Regions from separate parts of the Mus musculus genome. Here regions 1, 2, 4, 5, 6 and 7 are each linked to region 3. The links are chromatin contacts, called in public Hi-C and promoter capture Hi-C maps. All regions are on one chromosome and are shown on one strand. Each heading gives the region's core, a stretch centred on a gene start, on an enhancer-like site or on the middle of the called end of the contact. The rest is flanking DNA. Distances are from core to core; before and after follow the strand shown.

Region 1 (3,076 bases), core at 494-2,993, 6.3 Mb before region 3:
AAGAGTTTTTTGTTAAGTAGAAATGAAAATCAAGTTAGAGAAAGATGGTGTCAGTTGGACGATGTGTTCTACTTGTAGGTATGGGGTGTAAGTGCTGTCTTCTGTACAGACCACTCTTGTACGGTTATTAAAGCATAGCATCCCGAGTAAGAACATTGAGTAAAGTGCTAGGAGCAAAATCAGTGACTTTCAGAGTTTTAATTACCTCTGGCCCATCCACCTGTCATTAAAATAGAGTAGCATTTGACTTCAACATACTATTATGCACAAAAACTTTGTTGCTGTTAACATTGATAAAATAATCACATTTAAGCTTTTTGATATACATAAAAATAAATTTATGCTTTTCTGAGTCCTGAATTATTGCATGATACAGCAGGCTAGATACTTGTAATAAAACAAGGAGAATTCGAGCTTCATGTTAATAGAAGAATTCAATTTTTAAATGCAGTTAATTTACTAATTGTAGTTTCTCTTCTCTTCATAGTCTCTCTCAAGTCTACCCCCTACACCTGTATTAGCAGGTAGATATTTATAGGTGAGTGTGATGGCATATGCACTTTCAGAGTCGCACTCTCATGATGACTGCTGATGTTAACTTCCCCATGGTCTTTGGGACATGGAATGTGAAAAAGAAATGTTTGATCCTGATCCTTTCTCTGTGATAACTCCAGCTTGTGTCAAGTTGACACACAAAGCCAGCTGGTACAGATTGAAAACCCACAAAAGAGATAAAAGATGAGTTATTTACATTCAAAATATTTCTCATCTATTCAAGATACATTTTTAAAGAAGGAAAGCATCAGATAACATATAAATGTAAAATGATTAAAACTGTTGATTTAAAAAATTACAACAAATCGCAACAAATGTTTTTTAAAGGTATGAAATATACTAATATTACAAGGGAATACTAAAAAGATAGGGAGAAAACCCCCCCCCACTTGTTTCAAAAAAATCTTTGTCAACAAGTAAATACTTAAAATTAGGGGAAATGTGTTTTGAAGGAACTTGTTACCTAACTGCCTCTCCTAACTAATCCATCCAGGCCGTAAACTGGTCCCGGGTGACAGTTACACTGACCTGAGCGTGCTGGAATCTGATCCTCTCTCCCCTACATTCCCTGCAGTATAAAGACCCCCTCAGAATGGGCTTTTCCGTTTCATTGTGATAAGGAATGGTTTATTAAGTATTATCCCCCCTCCAAAAAAAAGAACCCCTAGTTAAAACCATTCTTAAGTCACCTATTTATGTTAAAATACTGCTTTTCAATGTTATAACAGTCCTTTTACCATGTGACATTTTATATAGTGGCTCCCTCACTTTTCAGATCGATAGACCCCAGAAATTTTGAAAATGACCCAAATTATTTGAAGATTTTAAATGTAAACACCTCATATTTTAGTTCTGCACATTTTATAGCTAGGTAACTTGAAATTGAAGTTAGAATACCTACTGTAAGTTGAGGGCTTTTCTGACTGTATAATCAGTTTAACATGGGATGCCTAATGGCTATAATTATTTCTGTTGCCTTTTTACCTCTAATGGAGTAAATGTATATGTAGTTGCGGCATTCTGTGCTGGTTTGCTAAATCCACAGGAAATAAAAGGGTACAGCTAGGACGAAGGAAAGGGAATAGTTAATCGTGGAGGAGGAGAGGCACAGCTCAGTACTTTGCCTAGAGGCCGCTGGGAAAGTGACGTCCTGTAGCGTTCGTTCGTTCGCTGTTCTAGAAAGTACAGAGACACGTAGTTGAAGTGGGAGGGTCTAGCTGAGGCCGTCTCCGTGCGGTGTCTATTTATCTGTAAGTGAGCTGCCGGGGAGGAATTAAATAGAGACGCTGCCTGCTGCCTCTGGACAGCTGAGCCGAGTTGCTGATTTGCTTTAACTTGTAAGATACCCAGCTTGCTTTATTTTCTCAGGATCATTGTGTTGCTAAGCCTGGGGACGCTGTTTTCTTTTACAAAGGGAAATCTAAGTTCATTTCAAGGCATTCGAAATGGGGAAAGACTATTATCACATTTTGGGAATTGACAAAGGAGCTACAGATGAAGATGTTAAAAAGGCTTACCGAAAGCAAGCCCTCAAATTTCACCCGGACAAGAACAAATCTCCTCAAGCAGAGGAAAAATTTAAAGAGGTCGCAGAAGCGTATGAAGTACTGAGTGATCCTAAAAAGAGAGAAATATATGATCAGTTTGGCGAAGAAGGTAAGCTGCATATTTCTGTACCTTTGGCAGTGTCTGAATCGTAGCTTTTTTTTTTCTCTCTCTCTCAGCCTTCTGGTTATCGTTACATGAGAACATCAGACATACTAAAATAAAAAGAAAAATAACAGGTTAAAACTAAGGTTTAATCCTTGATTATTTGAATGAGCTATGAATGAAATGTCATGTTTGTCTTTGTGGGTTTTTTTCTTAGAATATTGTATTATTCATATTCTCCTGTTAGACTTATTGTTTTAGCATTTTATATTTTAAAAGAAACCTTAAATTCTCATGCCTGTGAATGAATTGTTTAAAAGTCTTATGCAACCTGTTTTGTTTTTAATGATTTTATTGCCAGAATTAATAGAATCTTCAGTCACTTAAAATTTTAAGATCGGCAATTCAAATTCTGGGCCATTTATGTTTTATTTAGAAAAACAAGAAGTTTTTTGTCCTTTTAGAGCGACGCTAGTTGAAACTGAACAAGACGGAGTGGTGTGTCGTAGAAGCAGAAGGCACAGGCATTTAGCTTCTAGTTGTTTTTGGCAATCTGCCTAGAGAGGAAAGAATTTCCCTGATGTCATAAAATACCAGAACAAGTTTTTAGCTTAATTATAAACAGTTAATATTGTGCCAGGAGAACAAGATCTCTCTCTCTCTCTCTCTCTCTTTCTCCCTCCCTCTCTTCCTCCCCCCCCCCCCCCGCCCTCCCGCCCTCCCTCTCCTTCTCTAACCCAAAATGGCCACCTAGTTGGAACAATGACTGAGTTTGTTTTAGTTAACTATTTCTTTTGGAAATTTTACTATGTGGCTGAAGAGGAAGCATGACAGCTGCCCTTTCCCTCAGCCATACTTTTTTTCTTGCCTT
Region 2 (3,161 bases), core at 589-3,088, 6.8 Mb after region 3:
ATTAGCAAAGGAAGTAACAGGAAACTTAAAGCAACTTGAAACAGAGAATGTAGAAGACATTTGTGAAAATTAAGGAAAGAGAGAGAGAGAGATCAACCATGTGAAGCAATAGAAAGACCTAGCATGGTCTTTTGCAAACATTTGGGAAAAAGAAGCAGAACAAGGCACGTGCATGTTTGTAGACTTGGGGGGGGGGGTGGTCTTACTGACTGAACTGTGCCCAGCCATCGAGCAGAAATCCCTAAGACATCGGAATGTGACCTTGTTCAGAAATCAGGTCATTGCAGACACCAGAGTCAAGATTGGGAGTGGCCTTCCCGATCTTCATGACCAGTGTCCTTATAAATAAGGGAAAACTGGACACATAAGCACGTAGGGAAAATATGTGAAAGCTAGAGTCATATTGCTACAAGGCAAGGAAGAGGTACCCTCAGAAGATGTGTGGTCCTGCCCTGGTTTGTCTTCTGGGCCCCAGATGCTCAGTAATTTTGTTTGAACCCTGTGTATAGAGATTATTACAACAATCCTAACAGCCTTCTGCAAGATGAATTATAGGCAAACAGGAAGAGTAGTTTTCTTCCAAGAACGGGTGTTTAACATCTGTATCAGTCTATGCCTGAGCTGCTGTAAATAGATCACACCTGTCTTTAATTATGTTGCATTTTTATTTCAGAAAAAATCACATAAAATCCCAGTACCTAACATATCGAGATGCTCTTGTGATCTGTGCCTGTAATATTAGCGACTGGTCTGTGAGAGTCACAGATGAAGAAACAGCCCCTTCTGGCAGCAAGAGTTGCAGCTCCTCTTCCTACAGATCGCCACAGGCCTGGGATAAAGTCCAGGCAGGCAGGGGTCAGGACACGTGCAGGTCTCCTACTGTCTCTTCTTCTTCCTTCTCCCCCTCCTTCTTTTATTTTACGTTATTATTATTATTTATTTTTTTGGTTTTTCACAGGCGGATTTCTGAGTTCCAGGCCAGCTGGTCTACAAAGTGAGTTCCAGGACTGCCAGGGCTACACAGAGAAATCCTACTGCCTCTTCTTGGTGCAGAGCCCAGTCTGGGACCCCGAGCCCCGCGAGAGCATGTGGGAGCATTTCGGTCACAGTCCCCGGGCGGCTCGTCATCCACCGAGTTACCCCCGCCCGTAGGTGGACTTTCAGTGTTTCTGATCTCAGCACGTCTTTCCTCCCTGGCACAGCCGGAGTGCGGCGGACACAGCCTGTAGGGTCCCGCCCGACGGGTTAAAGGGCTTTAGGCACTGGCTCGCCGAGGGTGACCTTGCGACCGCTCTCCGCTGGACCGGCTTTCCCGCCAGCCCCGCAGGACAGCCTGATGCGCCCTGGGGACGCGCCCGCGGACATCTACGTCCTCCTGCTCCGCCACCCCGCACATGCTCGCCTGGGGCGTGCGCTGCCAGGCACGCTCCGGGCTGAGACTTCCTCCCGGGAGGCTCCGTCCCAGCAGCCCGGAGATCTGAGCCCTGCTTCCGCCCCTCGAGCAACAGCCACCGAGCTGTACCGCTCCGGTCTGTAGACGCACAGCCCCCGGCGGGCTAAGCCTCGCCGGCCGTGGGCAGGAGGCAGCACTGGCCGCACTGAGCATGCTCGGCGGAGAGGGCGGGGCGCTCGGCGGAGAGGGCGGGGCGCTCGGCCGCGCGTCGGGAGGGCGCTCCTCAGGACGGCTCGGCGCCTCCGCGCCAGCCCGCCCGCCCGCCCGCCCGCACGTTCGCTCGCTCGCTCGCTCGCAGCCGCGCCCGCCGCAGGCTGCGCCCGGCCGCCCCGCCCCGCCCCGCCCCGCCCCCCGCCGCTCGTCCCCGCCGCGGCCGCGCCGCCCGCAGCCGCAGCCGCTGCTCCTCCCCGGCGGCCGCCCCCCGCGGGTCCCTCCCTGGCTGCGGGAGACGCGGAGGTAGAGGGAGGACGCCGCCGCCGCTGAGCCGCGCCGCCCGCACCCGAACCCTTCGCCTCGCCCTGCCGGTCCTCACTCTGTGGGAGGAACATGGGTGAGTCCTGCCGGCCGTCATCGCCTGACATTTTCTTTTCTCCCCCTCGGCGTGCTGCAGGGTGGCAGTGCATCTCTCCTGCAAACTTGCCGGGGTCCCCGGGTCCGCGAGGTGCGGGGCGGCGGCCCTCCCAGGGGGAAGGCGGGCGCACGAGGGCGGCCGGGCCGGCGGGGTCGCGCACGGGGTGGGGTCGGCGGCGGGCTCCGCGCTCGCCTCCCCTCCTCCACGCTTCCTGCCGGCACCGGGCCGCGCGGGGCGTCCCCGGGGCTGGGAGGCCGCGGTGCTGCAGGCTCGGTCCCACGGCGAGCCCGACCACTTGGCGGAACTTCCTTCCCGTGGGCGCGATCGCTCCCTCCCCGGCCTGCCGACGGCCGGCGCCGGTGCGGGGAGAGCCGGCAAGTAGTTTGGGAGGGCGATGGCCAGCCGAGTGCCGAGCGGACAGTCTCCAAGGTGGAGGTGGCGACTCGCCCGCCGCCGCCGTGGGCAGCGCGAGGCTGGCGGGAGCCGCTAGCTGTTGAATTAGTGTTGGGAGACTACGGCGTGCACAGTTCCGGTCCTCAAGCGGTTTTCTGGATTTCTCCTGTAGCTGGAAACTGTGCCCTGTAACACATTGTTAAGGAATTTACATGCTGCCTGTTCTGCCCCAGCTGCCCCTGCCTAAATCTGTATAATCTGATTCTAGTTCCATTGTACTTATAGTTAATCCTAAAAGAATGGATACTTCAATGCAAATGTTTTATAAAACTGTTTATGTTTGAACGTGAGATTCTCCTCAGATATTGCCTACCTGTGCATAATTACAAAAGCACCGGATACAAATCTCTTCTGTAATTAAGGGCGAAAAGTTTCCTTTGATAGTAACAACTTAGATCATCTGTCCAGTACACGTTCCCCAGTTTGCTTCTATTCCATAATTTGCGTCTATCGTAATTTCCCCTTTTAAAAACTGGCTTCTTCGGCGTCCCTCCACACGGACTTTGCCCACTCCTTCTGGGCAAGTTATTTATGAGTGTGGTCCTTTCATCTGTCAACACAGTGCTCAATGCTTAGAGTTAGATCATGGCAATACAGAACCCTCCAGGAAGTATCAGAATCCTAGAAATGATGTGGTAGCCTTTCCCGGAAGACCAAATACTCTTAGCTTTGAGTCAGATCTTT
Region 3 (2,853 bases), core at 77-2,576:
GAAAATTCAAAACTGTGGAACATGGGAACAGAGCTCCCAGACTTTACACTTAGGGTTTACTGTCCTCTTAAGGACTATAGTGGGTATCAAAGACCTTGTTTCAAGTAGAATGTGTAGCTTTCCATACAGCAGGTGCCCTACCAACTCCACTGAACACGGAAACTATGGCAGTTATCCTGGCCGTACCTTTCCCTCCTGGTACTTAGCTCTATCAGTTGTAATTATGGGCACAGCGCAATAAACTTTACAAGGGGTAAGTATGGTAGAAAAAGGGGTCTGAAGCACACATACATCTTCAACAACTTGAGGTTAAGTTCGTAAAGACGATTTTTCGGCAGCATTTTGGTGCTAAGTAAGAACGAGTTACCGGTTTTTAATGTGAATTCATGTATATTATCTAAGTTGTGCTCATTTGATTTTTTTTTTTTTTCTGGCAAAAGAAGTTAAAAGGAAGGAAAAAAAAAACGAAGCACGTTGTGGTTAAAGCCATTTCCTCAAATATTACTGTGTCTGTGAAGTTCTACATGGTCTAAGCAGAAGAGTCCAATTTAGTCGGGAGTATTTTCAACGTTTACCTGGGAACCAAGTCTCAGCGAGAAGTACGCACACCCCCTTCATTTAAATACGTGGGCGTCTGATTACTCGGGGAATTCCAGGGCGTGCGTTCAGCTGGCGAGCTTTCCGCAGCCCCCGATAGAGACCAGTTTCACCCATCTGCTCTACGCCCGGGGATGCCTGGTCCAAAGCCCGCTGTGGGCACACTCCGGCGGCTCCCTAGGCTAGCAGCTCCCGCGGCGGTGGCGTGGGATGGGGGATCGGCAGGATGGAAAGCCACCAGCGACGAGCGGATGGCAAGGAAACATCCAAGCCCACCGACAGGCTTAACCGCGGACTCCCGGGTCGCTGGTGGATCGTCTCCAGCCAGCTCCCGGGAAGCAGGCAGGTCGTGCTGTGCCAGGACCCCGCGCTCTTCCGACCTGAAGTTCCCCGTCGCTCAGCTCCGGGTTTCCGCTTTCCTCCGCCCGCCCGCCCCGCTGCGCCCCGCTGCGCCCAGCCCGGCGGAGCTACTCACGTCCTTCTTCACTTCAGTCAAATCCTCCTCCGTGAGGGACGGTGCGGGAGCCTCCATGGCCCAGGCCGGGATGGCGTCCTTCCGGCCCGCGCCACCCCGCCCAGACTAAGGGCTCGGGCCTCCGGGAATCAGGCTGTGACTTCGGGGGGACTAGGAACAGAAGCGGGGGAACGGCCGGCTCACGGACGAGGAGGTGGAGACCTCAACGCCCCACTTCCGGCTCCGCCCCTGGGGCCAGCGGTGCCGCGCTCAGCGTTCTTCCTAACTCAGGCACCACCCTTCGGCGAGGCGGGTCTGCCTGCAGGCCCCACCCACCTACGTGCCAGCCAATCAGTACTACCCTCGGTTACGTCTCTGCTTCCGCAGTGGCTCCGCCCACAGCGGGCGTCCCTCTAACCACGCCCCCTTGTCATTTACATAGGCTTGCGGATTGGACGCCTGAAGGATTTGTTTCCGTGGGCGGAGCACTGGCCGCTCAGTTTAGCGGGATCTCCCCGCCTTCGCAGACTCCTCGTTTGGGTGGAGTGTGGGCTGAGTCGGCCAGAGCATTTTGGTTTGCTTCTCTTTTCCAGATGTTGCGGAACAATTTCCTGTTGTGCTGAGCCAGGTTTTACAGTTGCGTGATCATACGTATATGTATACACGCACACATAACTTCCGTTTGAGGGCCTGCTCTGGGGGGCCACTGCCATTTACCACCTAGAACTAGGGAGACAGGAGCAAGGAGATCTTGAGAGCAGAAAACAAAACGACAAAACACAAAGAAAAAAAAAAAACTGTTAAAAGATTTAAAAATTACCTGCAATCCCATCAATTTAGCAGCACAGGTAGTGTTTGGGTACTTTTAAGTCTCTATTCATTAGAAGCATTTCTCCTTATTAATCTATGCAGTAGAGACAAATTTAAAAAGCTAGGGCCTCTAGGAGTATATTTAAGGTTCTGAAGCTACTTGGTACACAGTTACACTCTCTTATTGTTATCCTTTATCTCTGTTCAGTAAGTAAATTCTAGGGATGCTCTGATGGGGAAGTTGTTTATTGGAGGCCAAATGGCTATTTTCAGAACGATATTTTAACTCGTAGCCCGTGCAAAACGTGTCCTAGTGGATGAGGTGCTCCACATAGAGTCCTAGGCAGAAAATGATTATGTGGTCGATGAAGTAAATCTGCAAGTGTAGACTGAAATGTCAAGAGGACCAAAGGCAACAGGAATCTTTATCTAAAACAAAAGAACCAGTAGAGGCTTAAAGCCACATCTCTGTAGCTTTGATCAGAGTTCTGGAATCTTGGTGTTTACATTATGCCAGGTCTTTTTTTACGCTGATGTCTAGTATACTAGAGTGTTTTCCTGTGTCCTTAGTCATCCGTTGTCTTGTTATAACCCAATTTGCTTAATCATTTGCTCTTTCCTGTAGCAACCATCTGTTGAATGGCAACTACTGAACTACACCCAGATCTTCTTCTAGCAAATCAAACACCTCTGTCCTCCAGCTAGGGTGTGGTGGCACAAGCTAGCTAGCTGTGTTGGCCAACCAACTGCTTGCATCTGACCCAGCTATAAGCAGGAATAAATCATAAACTTACTTAAAACATTAGGAGGGTTTTTTCCTTTTTGCATTTTTTCCCCACATTTTGGATATGTAGGTTTTTTTTTGTTTGAACCCTGCAGATAAGAATATCCTGTCTCAAAATAAAAAACAATAGACCCAGTCATAAGTATTGTCAAAGTTCAAGGTTATTCTGGGCTACTTAGTAAATTACTGGGACAACCTGTGCTATATA
Region 4 (3,144 bases), core at 458-2,957, 8.0 Mb before region 3:
TCCAACTCTTCACTTGGGCTCAAAGATTGCTGAGAAGGATAAAAGTCTGCTACCTTCATTTGCATCTGTTCTCTTAACTTTGGGTCCAACTCCTTAATGCTATACAGTCAGTCAAATATTGTAAGATCGCTAACCCTTGTTATTCCTGTTTGAGAGTGAATGTGAGGTGAAGCAAACACACTGTACCAGAGACAGAGAGACACGCTCTCAAAGCATCTCTCCAGGCTACCCCAAAGTCTCTGTTCCAATGAAGTAGCAATATCAAGATGCTTAATGGAAACAGAGCAAAGAAGGTCATATTTACATCAAAGTACTTTTCAAATACTTTAGTAGAAATGTTACAGAAAAAAAAAAAAAGCCATAGGCTTCCAATGCTATCTGACAACATTTGCCATCTGGTTGGTGGGAGGTAGGTGTGTGCCTGAATATTCTAAAGAATGTACCTAATGGTCACAAAGCTGTTAGCTTACACATAAAGGAAGGCAATAAATGGCTGCCAAGGAGGCTAAAAATGGCACAGATAATGTTGTTTGTGGACCTGGAACATTCCACAATCAGAGGTTTAAACAGCTCATCAGACTAGCAGGCCATTCAAAGGAAGATACCTTTTTCTGGAATGTTCCCTTACAACCATTAGAAACTATGTTTCAGGAAAGATTGTTGATGTTGAAAGATTAATCTTATAGATCTGAGCATTTATCTCACAATGGAATCCACATACCTTTTCTAGGCTTTGGTGTGCCTGACAATGCTACAGGTAAGACAGAGAGAAGATGAGAATTTTTCATTGTTCATTAGTCTCAAAAATAAGCTCCTGTCTCCCAGTTCCTTGAAGCAGAGAGCAAGAGGACTATTGACAGCTTAATCTTTGGCAACTAAGGTACCCAACACTAAGAAGTTTTATAATCTCTCATCTTTATAACACCACAGCTACCATCTCAGACACAAGGTCTAACTGGAAGACAATGGGAATTTAAGCAAAGTTTACAAACTCATGAGCAAAATTTCACTCCCAATGTTCACTGTCTGGGGAGCTTTTGGATAGGCTCAGCTTGGGTTCCCAAGGATGCTTCCCACATCTATATAAGTGGATAATAAGTAGCCTTGAAAACGTTCAGAAAAATAGATGAAATAAACACTATTGTGCTTTGGTTTGTTTAGGTTTTGCTACTTGGCTCTCGCTGGCCTCAAACTCGCAGTGATCTTCCTTCTCAGTCTCCTGGCACTGAGATGTCTTAGTCGCCCTGGCTACACATGCAGCTAATTTCCTATTTAAATTTTAAGGAGTACAGACTACCTATCGATCTAGCCCAGAATTTGTTGTTCCAGTGAATACCGGAGCCATAAAGAATCTGACTCTCCAAGTAAAGGTCACAGCTGACTGCTAGAAACGTCTGGCTGCGCCCTCTGGCCTAGATTCGGGTCCAGCTCTCCCGGGCAGCCCTCTGGAAAGAACGTGACCTTCGGGCTCCGGTGACACTGGGCACACAGTCTTCTTCTCCGGGCCAAGCACAGAAGTTTAGGCTCGGGCAAGGTCGGGAGCAGGACGCATGCGCAGAGGGCCTTCAGGCCACTCCCTCTTCTGGCCCAGGTCCGGACCCGAGACCCTCCCTCATCTAGCCCCGCCTCCCAGGCCACACCCCTTGAGCCTGCAAAGACCACGCCCAAGGTCTTCTGCTTGGACCCGTCATCCCTCTGTCTCTCAGCCGAAGTCAGTCTGAGAGCTCAGACCTCATCTGTGTGTAAAGGGACTCCCTAGGCCACGCCCCCGAGGTCTGCAGACTTTGACCCGCACGCCTCCGCACCCCTAGAGTCTAAGGCCCGCCCCTCTCCTCCCTCCAAGCCACGCCTCCTGGGGGCGGGACCCCCGTCCGTTTTGCTTGCTGCACGGAGGTGGTCGGAGGCAGCAGATCGAGGAGCCATCATGGCAGCGGCGTTCCGCAGAGGCTGCAGGGTGAGCGGGTGACCGGGTGGTATCGGGAGGGTCGGCCCTACGCGGCCTGGGGGAAAGCGGGAGCCTGCGGGCGTCCCCCCGCGCTGCCTGCCGCCCTCCCTCACTGATCTCCGGGCTCTGACCCCTGCAGGCGTGGCCCTGCGGACCTGCTTCATTCTGGGTCAATGGGCTCAGCCACTTCTCTCCAGTCACCCACGCTTCTTGAAGGGAACCCGGTGTCAGAACCCTGCTGTGGCAGAGGCGATCACTTCCAAAAAACTTTGACTGTAGTCCCACCCCAGGAAGGCATCAGTGTGTGGTTCTGTAGCCACGGGCGTGAACAAGTGTTAGGATCCAAACAGGTTGATCCTGGGTGTGCACAGAACACAGGCACAACACGAAGGAAAGGGAAGTGGGCCGCTCCGCTCGCACCAACAGGGTTAGGACGCCTGTGGTTTTGTGATGTACAGGCACCCTTCCAAAAAACAAAAGGGAGACAAGCCTACCGAAGAATTTTCATGAAGCTTGCTTTCTAAATGTTGTACCCTGCAGAGTTTTGTCTCCTAAGCTGTTTTAACCACTAGTTTGTTATATTAGCGATGTGTTCGTACAAACCTCCATTTATACCACCTAAAACTGGACTGAAGTTGCCTCTGGCACCGAAAGCTGTAGTTTTAGAATTTACAACACCATTACTATACAACTCAACAGGTTCTGAAAGCAGAAATTGAAGGGTTTTAAAGTTATTTTTTATTCTGACAACAGAACTACAGGTTTCTTGGTGCCTCCAAGGACAAGAGAGGGAAAGTCTAACACCATAACAAAACAGAAAATGCATTCCTTTATCCTATTTTTCACACCGGGATAAAACCAAGAGTCAAATTTCTAAGTAATTCGTTACTTAGTTATGCTGTAGTTGCGGGCTTGAAGACTAAAGTTAGTAGTGTTCCCATATTGGAATTCCTTGGTTTTGGCAGAGAGCCAGGAATAATAAACGCAATTCTCTTCTGACTTTAGAGTTTCAGAGTGTCGTCGTTCTTTATATTGGGTCTCATTTTGTAGTCCAGGGTGGTGCGGCGCTCACAGCTTCACCTCTGCCTTCAAGCCTGGCTGTCTTATTTTAATAATCTCCAGTTATCTCCTAGGATTAGTGAGCCTGATTTTCAGGTGTAAATACAAATTGTGTGTTTGGAACTGTTCCCAGACGGGTG
Region 5 (2,992 bases), core at 32-2,531, 7.5 Mb after region 3:
CACACACACACACATCTTAAAGGAGGGTGGGAGGTGGGGAAGAGATGGAGGAGGAGGAGGAAAAGGAAGAAGAAGAGGAGGAAAGAAAGAAAAGGAAAGAAGACTATGGAATACATGTCCCAAGCTGGGGTGTAGCTCAATGGTAGAGCATGTGCCTTGAATGCACAAGGCCTTGGATTTGAGTCCTAGCACAACAATGGACAAGCCAAGCAAAATCCCACCCAGAGTCTTTCACTAGGTTTGGCAAGTAATTCAAGGTTAGTATTCAAGCTTAGTATTATGCGACCTAATTATCTTTTCCTTGGGATGGCTTATATAGCATCACTTTAGTGCAATACTTCCCAGTGGAAAGGATCCTAAGAAATATCCAAATGGGGGTAAAAATACTATAACCATCTCTTATAACTGTGCTAACTAATGCATTAGCCATTTGCCACAGGTGGCTATTGAACACTATAGATAAAGGACAAGTGTGAACTGAAATCAGGTATGATGTAAAAATTTGAAAGCTTAGAAGAGTGAAGAATATCTCAATTTAAAAATACTTATAACGTGGAAATAATATTGCGAGTATCAGGTTGGGTAAACATACCATTAGAATTAATTTTATGTGGCTCTGTAAAGTTTACAATTCCATATGAAATTTATATCGCGCATCTAAAGCAATGAGCTACTAGAGCGATTACACTCAGTACAGACCTTCTTAACCACGGAACCAAACCTAGTGAGAAATGCTGGGTTTTGATCAGTTCACTTGACGCTTATGAAATGTGTTGACAGAATAAAGGTTGCAAGCCACTCACTGGGTTTACTGGAGATGGACTTGAAAGTCAAATAACGTGATTTGAAAAAAACAGGTACACCGTGCTGCACGTAGAAAGCCAAGGTCGAAGGAAGGGCCTAACTTTGCTTGGGAGTTTTGAGCACGGCCCGCGCTCCAAATCTGATCCTGCAACCCGGGCGCGACCCGGGCAAGTTCTTCCGTCCCGCGTGACGGGCGCGGGCCTCAGCCCACCGGGCTCCGGCGGAGCAGAGCAGAAAGCAGAGCTGCTCTCCAAGCGCGGCGCCGAAACAAAGCCTCCATGCCCTCGCTGCGGCTGCGCTCGCCTTCCCCGGCGGGCGGCAGCGGGCCACCCGGGCGTTCCCCTCCTCTGCTCCGGCCCACCGCGCGCCTCCATACCTGGTTCGCCATGGCCGCTAGTTCGGGATCGAGCGCTAAGGTTCACGAGTGTAGCGGAACCCGGGTGAGGGCTGGACCGTGCGTGAGGGGAGGGGCTGTGCGCGGGAGGCGGGCCTTCGATGTAGGCGGGGCGTACGTGAGGGCGGGAGGAGGTGGCTGTGCGTAGGGCGGGACTCGGCTGGGAGGCGGGCCTAATACCGGAAGGGCGGGGCCCGCGTTTCGGAGCCTGAGTTTCGGCTACTGCGCTCCGTTGCTGGGGAGGCAGTAGTTTTGGGGCCGTGAAGCGCTTTATTCCAGGCTGGCTCAACTGAGCCCCTGCAAAGCATCTCTGTGGTATTTCCTTGTCTAATTTTCGTGCAGTCTTTGTACGTTAGACGTGAGAGAAATATAGCGTGTGGTAACACGTGTGGGAAAGCACGTGTAGAACAAGCCACGCCTTCCGTGTGTCCCTGTCCGCGGTCCCCCCGCCCCCCTCTTCCCGGGCTTGCACGCGCTAGCTAGCGAGCTACTGATTTGCGGGTTGCATGCGCTAGCGAGCTAATGCAGCCCCTTGTTTTGCGGGTCTGGGTCCAGGACGAGTCAACACTGCGGCCCTCAAGGGCTTTGAAGGAACACTAGAGGGAGAGGTGCCCATCCTAGCAACAGCCCGACCTCGGATTTCAGCAGGTTACGACCAGGTCCTGGGATTTCAGGGACCATCGGACACGGAGAGAAGTTTTCAGGAAGGGAACCGAGGGAGCAGAGTGGGCCCCTTTTAAGAGTGGACCAACTATGTGGAGACAGAGGCTGCTGTATTTGCTGATGTAATCCCAAATGCTGCTTGTGTTGAAATGTACCCACTAAAACACCGCATTTTGTCTTTTTCATGGCTCATTTCCTGATTACACACTTTAAGGGTTGACATTCTCCACGGTACTGTTCAAAGCCCTTCTCTCACTTCACACTAACTCACACCCTGGCTTTTAACGTATATAATTAATAGGATGATCACCATAGTCTGTCTCCAGTCAGGGTAGTGTTCCTAAACTCCAGGCTTGAAGTACCAAGCCAGTGTGTATTAGGGTATCTCAGTGCTTAAAACCCAACTTACTTAAAACTAATCTTGTATTCGTGCCTCCTAATCCTTTTAAATGATTCCAGTGTCTGGTGATTAAAATATTCAAATATACAAGCCATTTCCAGTCAAACCACCACATGTGGATATTATAAGTTATACTCCTGTAAGAAGTTGAACAAGTTGAGGAATTCATAATTCTTACAGAAGTGAAGTCACGCAGGGAGAGCTGCTGCCCCCCGAAACAGAAACAGGAATACAGAGAATCACAATCCATCAGACTAGAAATTCATCATTGCAAGAAGCAGTACTAGGGCCAGAAACTGAAGAGTGATTGACCTATTGCTGTAGGCACTTTGTAGTTTAGTCTGACTTTTGTAAACGACGGAGGATGCAGTCATGTGGAGTGGAGTATTCTCATACTTTGAGAAGTTTATTTTCACGATTTTTCAGGGAAGGAGGGAGAAAAATTTTCCTACTGTTTCCTTTAGAGCAGTGTTTGTCACGTGTGGGTCATGACCCTTCTGGGGGTCGAATGATCCTTTCATAGGGATCACGTATCAGGTATCCTGAACATGAGATATTTTCATTACGATTCATAACAACCAGATGATAGTTATGAAGTAGCAATGAGATAATTATGGTTGGGGTCACCACAATATGAGGAGCTGTATAAAGGGTTGTAGCATTAGGGAGGCTGGGACCACTGCTCTAGAGGTAGTATCAATGTAAACATGTGTGTTCTTAAGGAGGCTTGC
Region 6 (2,949 bases), core at 431-2,930, 9.2 Mb before region 3:
CAGCAGCTGTAACAGCACCCAAGGCCTGCACTAGCTCAAGACAGCACATTTCAGCATGGAATGGAAAGGTGGGTGTGAAGTACTATATGAGAAATTTAAATTTGGTTAATTTGTTTTCCACTTATAAGAATGTTTGGTAGGTACTCAAATATGTAGGCCTTTTTGACCTGTATTATTCCCTTTGGACCTCAACCTCCTCCTGTAGTTGAAAATAAATTCCCTCTCCATTCTGACAACTCACAAAATTGTCTAGCCAGCCCTGTCTTGATCTCCAGAACCACATACATGATGCACAGACACACAACAATTTCTACTATATTTGCACTAGTTTATTCTACATATCCAATATTATTACAGGTCTTCTCTTATGACTTCACTATGCTTCCCCATACATACCTTTCCTCAGCTCATTTAAATGTCATGTCATCCACTTTCAGCATCTTTTAGTAATTTCTCTCACAATCCACACTTATTTATTGGACAGGTGTTGTTGGTTAAGTGTTTCTATAATCTAAGCAATTTCTCTCCATCTCCCATTATTATCTTTTAAATTTCCACCAAATCTTTCCTGTTTGTGTTACTTTAGTAGACTCCAAATAAAGCTCTGCTTATATTCTTGCCATACCCACCAACATACTTCAGTGTGTCTGTGCCCTTTAAACATAAGGCAGGTCACCAAAAACCTGGGATGACTCCAGTTCACTCAAGACTATAAATTACAAGCTCTGACTGCTATTGCTGTTATTATCTATCGGGCCTTTCTGTATTTTCTTAATTTCCTTCAGCCGGAGTGTATTGTGAAACAGTTATCTCCTCCCCACAAATGTGTCCACTTTAAATACAGAATTAAATGCTGAGGTCAAGGCTTTAAGTGAAAAACTAAGCTTACTCAGAAACTTAAAAGTTCATAGGGAGCTGCTATGCAGAATTCTGAGTTAGATTTTAAAGAAGAGAAGCTTCTCAAGTCAAATTGTAGTGGTAAGATTTCTGGGTTTCAGACTGAAATGGCTTCCTCAAATAGCGTTCCTCTCTATGTACTATGTGAAAGATTAAAGAGATCAACCTGTAGTACTCGATATAAACTTATGCACTCTACAAGAGAAACACATATAACCACTCTATGAAAGTGTATTAAGTAAGACTGGTTCTTTCCAATATCTGGCACCTTTGGTTGAATCTCCTTGAAGCAAGTGAACACAACAGAGTGTGCAGTGCTGGCTAAAGGCGCTAGTTCAGTACTGGGCCTGGGAAGTTGGACAACTGAAGGGTGCAGAGTAGTCTGGCCCACCAGAAAGCATCCCACAGAGCCGAGCCTCTCTCTGGTTCAGGGGCCTGGCCTCCCTGGGAGGCTTCTGACAGGAATAGGAGCTCCGTGCGGGCAGGTCACCTCAGCATCTGGGTGGTGGATCCACTAATGGTGGGTGGGTTGGTCTTCTCGGTCGCACCGCGGGTTGTCAGACACGGTAAGGCAGGAACCCAGAGCTCCGCACAACCCGACCCCGCTAGGTGCCCGCCCATCTGCCCCACAGATCGTTGCCCAGGAAACGCCGCTTGCGCACGCTCACGCCATCCTAGCTTTTCAAGTCTCAGGGCGCTTCCAGGGCCGCGGTGACGTGGAGAGCATGGAGGAGGCGGGGCGGGGCGGGGCGGGGCGGGGTTTGGAGTGCGCGTGCGTGCTAAGTGTGCTCCCGGAAGTCGGCCATGGCGTCTCTCCGCGAAGCCACCCTGCGGAAACTGCGCAGATTTTCTGAGCTGAGAGGTACCAAGGCGGAACTGAGTTCTCTGCCCCCCTGCACGGAGAGCGCCTTCCCAAGGACCCCGCGCAGCTTCCTGTCCGATACCCCTTCCTGTCCGCTCCGTCCTGGCCAGGCCAGCCAGACTTTTCCCTTTTTCCCTTTTCCTCCTCTCTGTGCGAGCCTAAACTTAGATGTCAGGAAGGAGCAGTAAGAGAATTACCAACGGGAAGTAACACTGGCTTAACTCAGTGGTAGAAGACCTTTTGCTTAGAGTCTGCAGTAGTCGTTACCTTGTTTCTTTTCTTTTCCCAAGCCCCGCTGCTTAACTCCACTTTATTCCAATGTAAACCCCAATACGGAGGCAATCATGGCTTTAAATTTGATAATGTAAGTTTGGGGTACAGCTGTCTGGTAAAATTGATATTTATGAGTGCCTAAAATGTACGGTCTTATATTTGGATACCAGAATGATTGGAACTATTAAATCCAAGCTAACATGTCTGTCTCTCTCCTCTCCTTCTCCCTCCCCTTCCCCCTCCTTTCCTACCTATTCCTCCTTCTTATCTCAGTCCCTCCCTCCCTCTTTATCTTTCCCCTCCCTCTCATTCTCTCTCAACTTGTTAAAAACCTTATTAATATTTTTGCTGATTAGAGGGTTCCACTGATTCTTGAAAGTGCAATTTGTCATTTAATGAGTTCATTGAGAAGTTTAGTCCTGGGGTTTGTGTTGTATTCTGATTGCTTATATAAAGTGTAGTTTGATCATCGTTAATAAAAATATTAGAAGCTAGGACTGGTGTCGCAAGTCTGTACTGTCATCTACTTGAGACGCTAAGGCAGTAGGAACGAGGTTCAAGACCTACCTGGATTGCACAGACAAATAGACGATGATAATTGATAGACAGATAGATAATAGGTAGATCGATCGGTCGTGTGGTAGATAGATAGAAAATAAATATGAGTTCAGAGCCAATCTGTCAAGTAGTGGAAGAGTCCATGATTCACTGAAGAATGAGTCACCAAAGAATGATGCCCCAGATTCCAACAGTATGTAAACACAAAGAGTATTTATTCTGCAGAAGTCCAGCCTTCTGGGTCTCCCATTGCCAAGATAGAGAGACCCTGAAGTGAACTCGCAGGACCAATTTCAAGCACATTAGAGGAGTTCTGGGTTAGGTAGGCTTTGCCTTCCTCTATCTCTAGTCAAGTGCAT
Region 7 (3,257 bases), core at 674-3,173, 6.4 Mb before region 3:
GGCCTGGAATGTACAGAGGTTAAGACCGCCTCTGCCTCCCAAGTGCTAGGATTAAAGGGGTGCATATCACCACGACCTGGCTCAGCCTTAATCCACCTGAATTCTAATTTCTAGTACAGGCTGGTTTGGCAATATTGTTTCAGAAGGAAAGGCTGATCCTTACACAAGCTTGAAACTCTGACTTGGGAAAAGGCTATTTGGCATTCGTCAGAGGACAGGAACAGAATCAAGTAAGATTTTGTAAGTGAAAGGATCCTGAAAACAGCAAATCACCTACTTGCTGCAACTATGTGGAGAGATTTGCTTATTCATATACTACATGAACTAAAAAGGAAAGTAACTGAAAACTGGCAATGCAGATCAAAAAATAGCATGCAAGCCGGGCGTGGTGGCACACGCCTTTAATCCCAGCACTCGGGAGGCAGAGGCAGGCGGATTTCTGGGTTCAAGGCCAGCCTGGTCTACAAAGTGAGTGCCAGGACAGCCAGGGCTACACAGAGAAACCCTGTCTCGAAAAACCAAAAAAAAAAAAAAAAAATAGCATGCAATCATAAATATAGCCCCCATGTATATTTGTGTAGTTTTTCTCATCTTGCCAAAGTAAATGAAATAACAAAACTATCGGCATAGTATAAGTTACTGAAACAAGTTATAAAATTTTCATTCTTCCATACTTATATTAACAGTACAAACTCACTGCCAGCATTCATAAGATCAAATAGCCTGCTGCAATCATCGGATTTGCTCTGACCTTTCCATAAGATACAACTGCACCCTCAACCACAGAAGACACTCGGAGAAATGGTCTCATTCTCTCCCTCTCCCTCCCCTCCCCTGCCTCTTTGGTTTGCTTGCTTGCTTGCTTGCTTGCTTTGAAATGGGGGCTCCTGTAGCCTAGGCTAGCCTGGAAGTCCTTCTCTACCTTCCTCCACCTTCCAAATGTTATCTTCTGCCAAAGGCATCTCTAGGCTTGAGCAGTCTACCCTGACTCTCATTATCTTTGGTAACAGGTTTTTCGTAAAGAAAAAAATTGTCAGATCAAACAAAAAAATATCTGGCATGACATGGTGGCAATACATTTGGAATCCCAGCAACTTGGGAGATGGAGGCAGGAGGATCAGGACTTGGGAGGCCAGACATTGGACTGTCTCGAAAAAATTTAAAGAAGAAAAAAGAGAGAGAGAGAGAGAGAGAACATTCTAGAATTCTACATTAAGCACTAAGTCTCGAGACCTTTGGTAAAACGCGTCTTCAGTTTAGTTAGACTCTGCTCCAGCCAGGATGTCAGCCCCTGGCTCCATTTCGCAGGCCTAATACTGATTCCGACAGAATGTAAACCCTAATCTTCAGTTGTGTGCAAAGCCCCTAAGGCAATCAAATCAATCACATTGCCTAACAGGTCAACATGACGAATTTTCCGACGAGGAGCATTTTGTATTTGAAAAATGCTTGAGCGCTTGGGAAAGCACTCACACCGTGGAAATGTGACCCGAACAAAAGCTGCGACCGACAGACGCTACGACTGGACTCGACCCAAACGCTGCGTCGGCCGAAGACACGCCACTGGGACGGTGACACCTCGGTTTTCCCGTTCGTAGCAATGAATAACGGGGCGGCGCGCACAGGTCGCGCCCCCCGACCCGGATCCCTGACCACCGAGCCGCCCGGGCCGCGCGCCGGGGCGAGCCTCAGCCCGGCCGCGCCCGCCCTCCCTCCGGCCCGCCGCCGCCGCACGCCCGCCCGCCCGTCCGCCGCGCTCACCTCAGCCCGCCGCCCAGCGCACTCCTCCTCGGAGCCTGAGCGCTCGGATCCGCAGGGCCGCAAAACGGTTCCGCAGCGCGGCCCGCAGAACCCGACCGCTGCCCGACGCTTCCCTCGGCAGCCGCCGCTCCTTCCGGTGTCTCCGCGGCCGCTGCGGGCGTCTGGGGGCGGGACCTTGGGGAGACACGCCCCGGGGCGGGGCCTCGGGCCTGGCCTCGGTTCTCCGCTAGGCCTGTGCTAGACAGGCAACCTGAGCTGACGTGTACACCACTTCGGCCGCATTTCTGCTTTTATTCCTATTCTCCCACCCTCTGCAGTCACAAGACAGCTTCCCAAGGTCTCGTCGCGGTGCATTATAAACTCCGCAGTACGGAAAGCCTCAGAAAGGTCTGAAGTTTGCAATATGAAGTGGCTAGCTCAAGGCTGGGGCAGGAGGATTGCGGTAACTTCGAAGCCAGTCTGGGCTGCAGTGTGAGGCTAGTCCTAAACCTTGCTTTTCTAATAACTCCTTTAAGACCTACATTTTCTGGAAGCAAATGCATTTCTCTTTGCCATATATACAAAGAAGAAATTAATCTCTACCATTTTCCACTAGGTTAAATCAAGATCAAATGAAATAGTTACTGAAACCTTGAGATCTTCTTGGTACTTAGAGCAATAGGAAAAAAAAAAAAAACCTTCCACTTATGTGACTGTTACATTCACTTTTTAATATTTTTCCAATTATTTCTATTATATGCATTGGTGTTTTGCCTGCATGCATATCTCAGTGAAGATGTCGGATCCATTGTATCTGGAGTTACAAACAACTGTGAACTAAACTGCCTTCTGGGTGCTGGGGATTGAACCAGTGTCCTCTGGAAGAGCAGCCAGTGGTCCTAACCAGGAGTCATCTTTTTAGCCCCTCACTGTTTGATTTTATAATATGTGAATTCAAACTGCAAAGCTGAAAAAGTTTGTCAGCTGGGCATGGTGGTGTACCCCGGTAAAGCCAGCACTTGGGAGGCTGTGGCAGGATTGTGAGTTTGAGGCTAGCCTGGATTACAGAGTAAGACATGTCTATATGATTAACCCCAAAGTTGGTTGGGAGCATGTATCTAAATATTGTGCAAAATGCCAGTCTCCATCAGAAGCAGGCGACTAATCTGAGGGCTTCTAATTATTCTGCTAGTGGAATCAGAGGATGTTAACCATGATACTCCTTGCTGTCTGGGGCTTGGCGCAAGGGAATGAAGCTGTGTGGGAGGCCCCATGGTTACCACCACTCTACCCTCGGCCTACTCCAGATATTGCTCGTTTGCTTTCACTGATATCCAAATCAGTAATATTGTCATTTTTTTTTTTCGAGACAGGGTTTCACTGTATAGCCCTGGTTGATCTGGAACTCACTTTGTAGACCAGGCTGCCCTCGAACTTAGAAATCCACCTGCCTCTGCCTCCCGAGTGCTGGGATTAAAGGCGTGTGCCACCACACCCGGCTTTCAATTTTTATTGAA

What was found. Promoter capture Hi-C pulls out the DNA fragments that hold promoters and counts their contacts. Hi-C and Micro-C count contacts between places; a contact is called where the count stands out from the background.
Region 1: a contact with region 3 is called in a Hi-C map of neutrophils, with 8 times the contacts expected there. The contact joins the promoter of Dnajb4 here to the promoter of Bcl10 in region 3. A contact is called at or near these places in 1 of 39 promoter capture datasets (pre-B cells) and 1 of 484 Hi-C or Micro-C datasets (neutrophils).
Region 2: a Hi-C map of CD8 T cells shows a contact between it and region 3, with 9 times the contacts expected there. The contact joins the promoter of Rap1gds1 here to the promoter of Bcl10 in region 3. A contact is called at or near these places in 2 of 484 Hi-C or Micro-C datasets (CD4 T cells and CD8 T cells).
Region 4: a contact with region 3 is called in a promoter capture Hi-C map of pre-B cells. The contact joins the promoter of Acadm here to the promoter of Bcl10 in region 3. A contact is called at or near these places in 1 of 39 promoter capture datasets (pre-B cells) and 1 of 484 Hi-C or Micro-C datasets (CD4 T cells).
Region 5: a promoter capture Hi-C map of pre-B cells shows a contact between it and region 3. The contact joins the promoter of Adh5 here to the promoter of Bcl10 in region 3. A contact is called at or near these places in 1 of 39 promoter capture datasets (pre-B cells) and 1 of 484 Hi-C or Micro-C datasets (CD4 T cells).
Region 6: a promoter capture Hi-C map of pre-B cells shows a contact between it and region 3. The contact joins the promoter of Fpgt here to the promoter of Bcl10 in region 3. A contact is called at or near these places in 2 of 39 promoter capture datasets (liver and pre-B cells) and 1 of 484 Hi-C or Micro-C datasets (CD4 T cells).
Region 7: a promoter capture Hi-C map of pre-B cells shows a contact between it and region 3. The contact joins the promoter of Usp33 here to the promoter of Bcl10 in region 3. A contact is called at or near these places in 1 of 39 promoter capture datasets (pre-B cells) and 1 of 484 Hi-C or Micro-C datasets (CD8 T cells).

What each region holds. Positions count from the first base shown.
Region 1 is chr3:152,192,512-152,195,587 of GRCm38.p6, reverse strand. Dnajb4 (DnaJ heat shock protein family (Hsp40) member B4) reads left to right here and starts at 1,743. Exons shown (of 3, transcript NM_025926.5): 1 at 1,743-2,211. The coding sequence starts at 2,001.
Region 2 is chr3:139,073,878-139,077,038 of GRCm38.p6, reverse strand. It overlaps Rap1gds1 (RAP1, GTP-GDP dissociation stimulator 1), which reads left to right and starts at 1,838. Exons shown (of 15, transcript NM_001040690.2): 1 at 1,838-2,003. The coding sequence starts at 2,000.
Region 3 is chr3:145,922,735-145,925,587 of GRCm38.p6, reverse strand. Bcl10 (B cell leukemia/lymphoma 10) reads right to left here and starts at 1,326. Exons shown (of 3, transcript NM_009740.2): 1 at 1,073-1,326. The coding sequence starts at 1,129.
Region 4 is chr3:153,943,206-153,946,349 of GRCm38.p6, reverse strand. It overlaps Acadm (acyl-Coenzyme A dehydrogenase, medium chain), which reads left to right and starts at 1,707. Exons shown (of 12, transcript NM_007382.5): 1 at 1,707-1,954. The coding sequence starts at 1,925.
Region 5 is chr3:138,441,382-138,444,373 of GRCm38.p6, reverse strand. Adh5 (alcohol dehydrogenase 5 (class III), chi polypeptide) reads right to left here and starts at 1,281. Exons shown (of 9, transcript NM_007410.3): 1 at 1,181-1,281. The coding sequence starts at 1,192.
Region 6 is chr3:155,092,109-155,095,057 of GRCm38.p6, reverse strand. It overlaps Fpgt (fucose-1-phosphate guanylyltransferase), which reads left to right and starts at 1,680. Exons shown (of 4, transcript NM_029330.2): 1 at 1,680-1,759. The coding sequence starts at 1,702. Lrriq3 (leucine-rich repeats and IQ motif containing 3) reads right to left here and starts at 1,624. Exons shown (of 8, transcript NM_028938.2): 1 at 1,388-1,624.
Region 7 is chr3:152,345,144-152,348,400 of GRCm38.p6, reverse strand. Usp33 (ubiquitin specific peptidase 33) reads right to left here and starts at 1,923. Exons shown (of 24, transcript NM_133247.3): 1 at 1,762-1,923.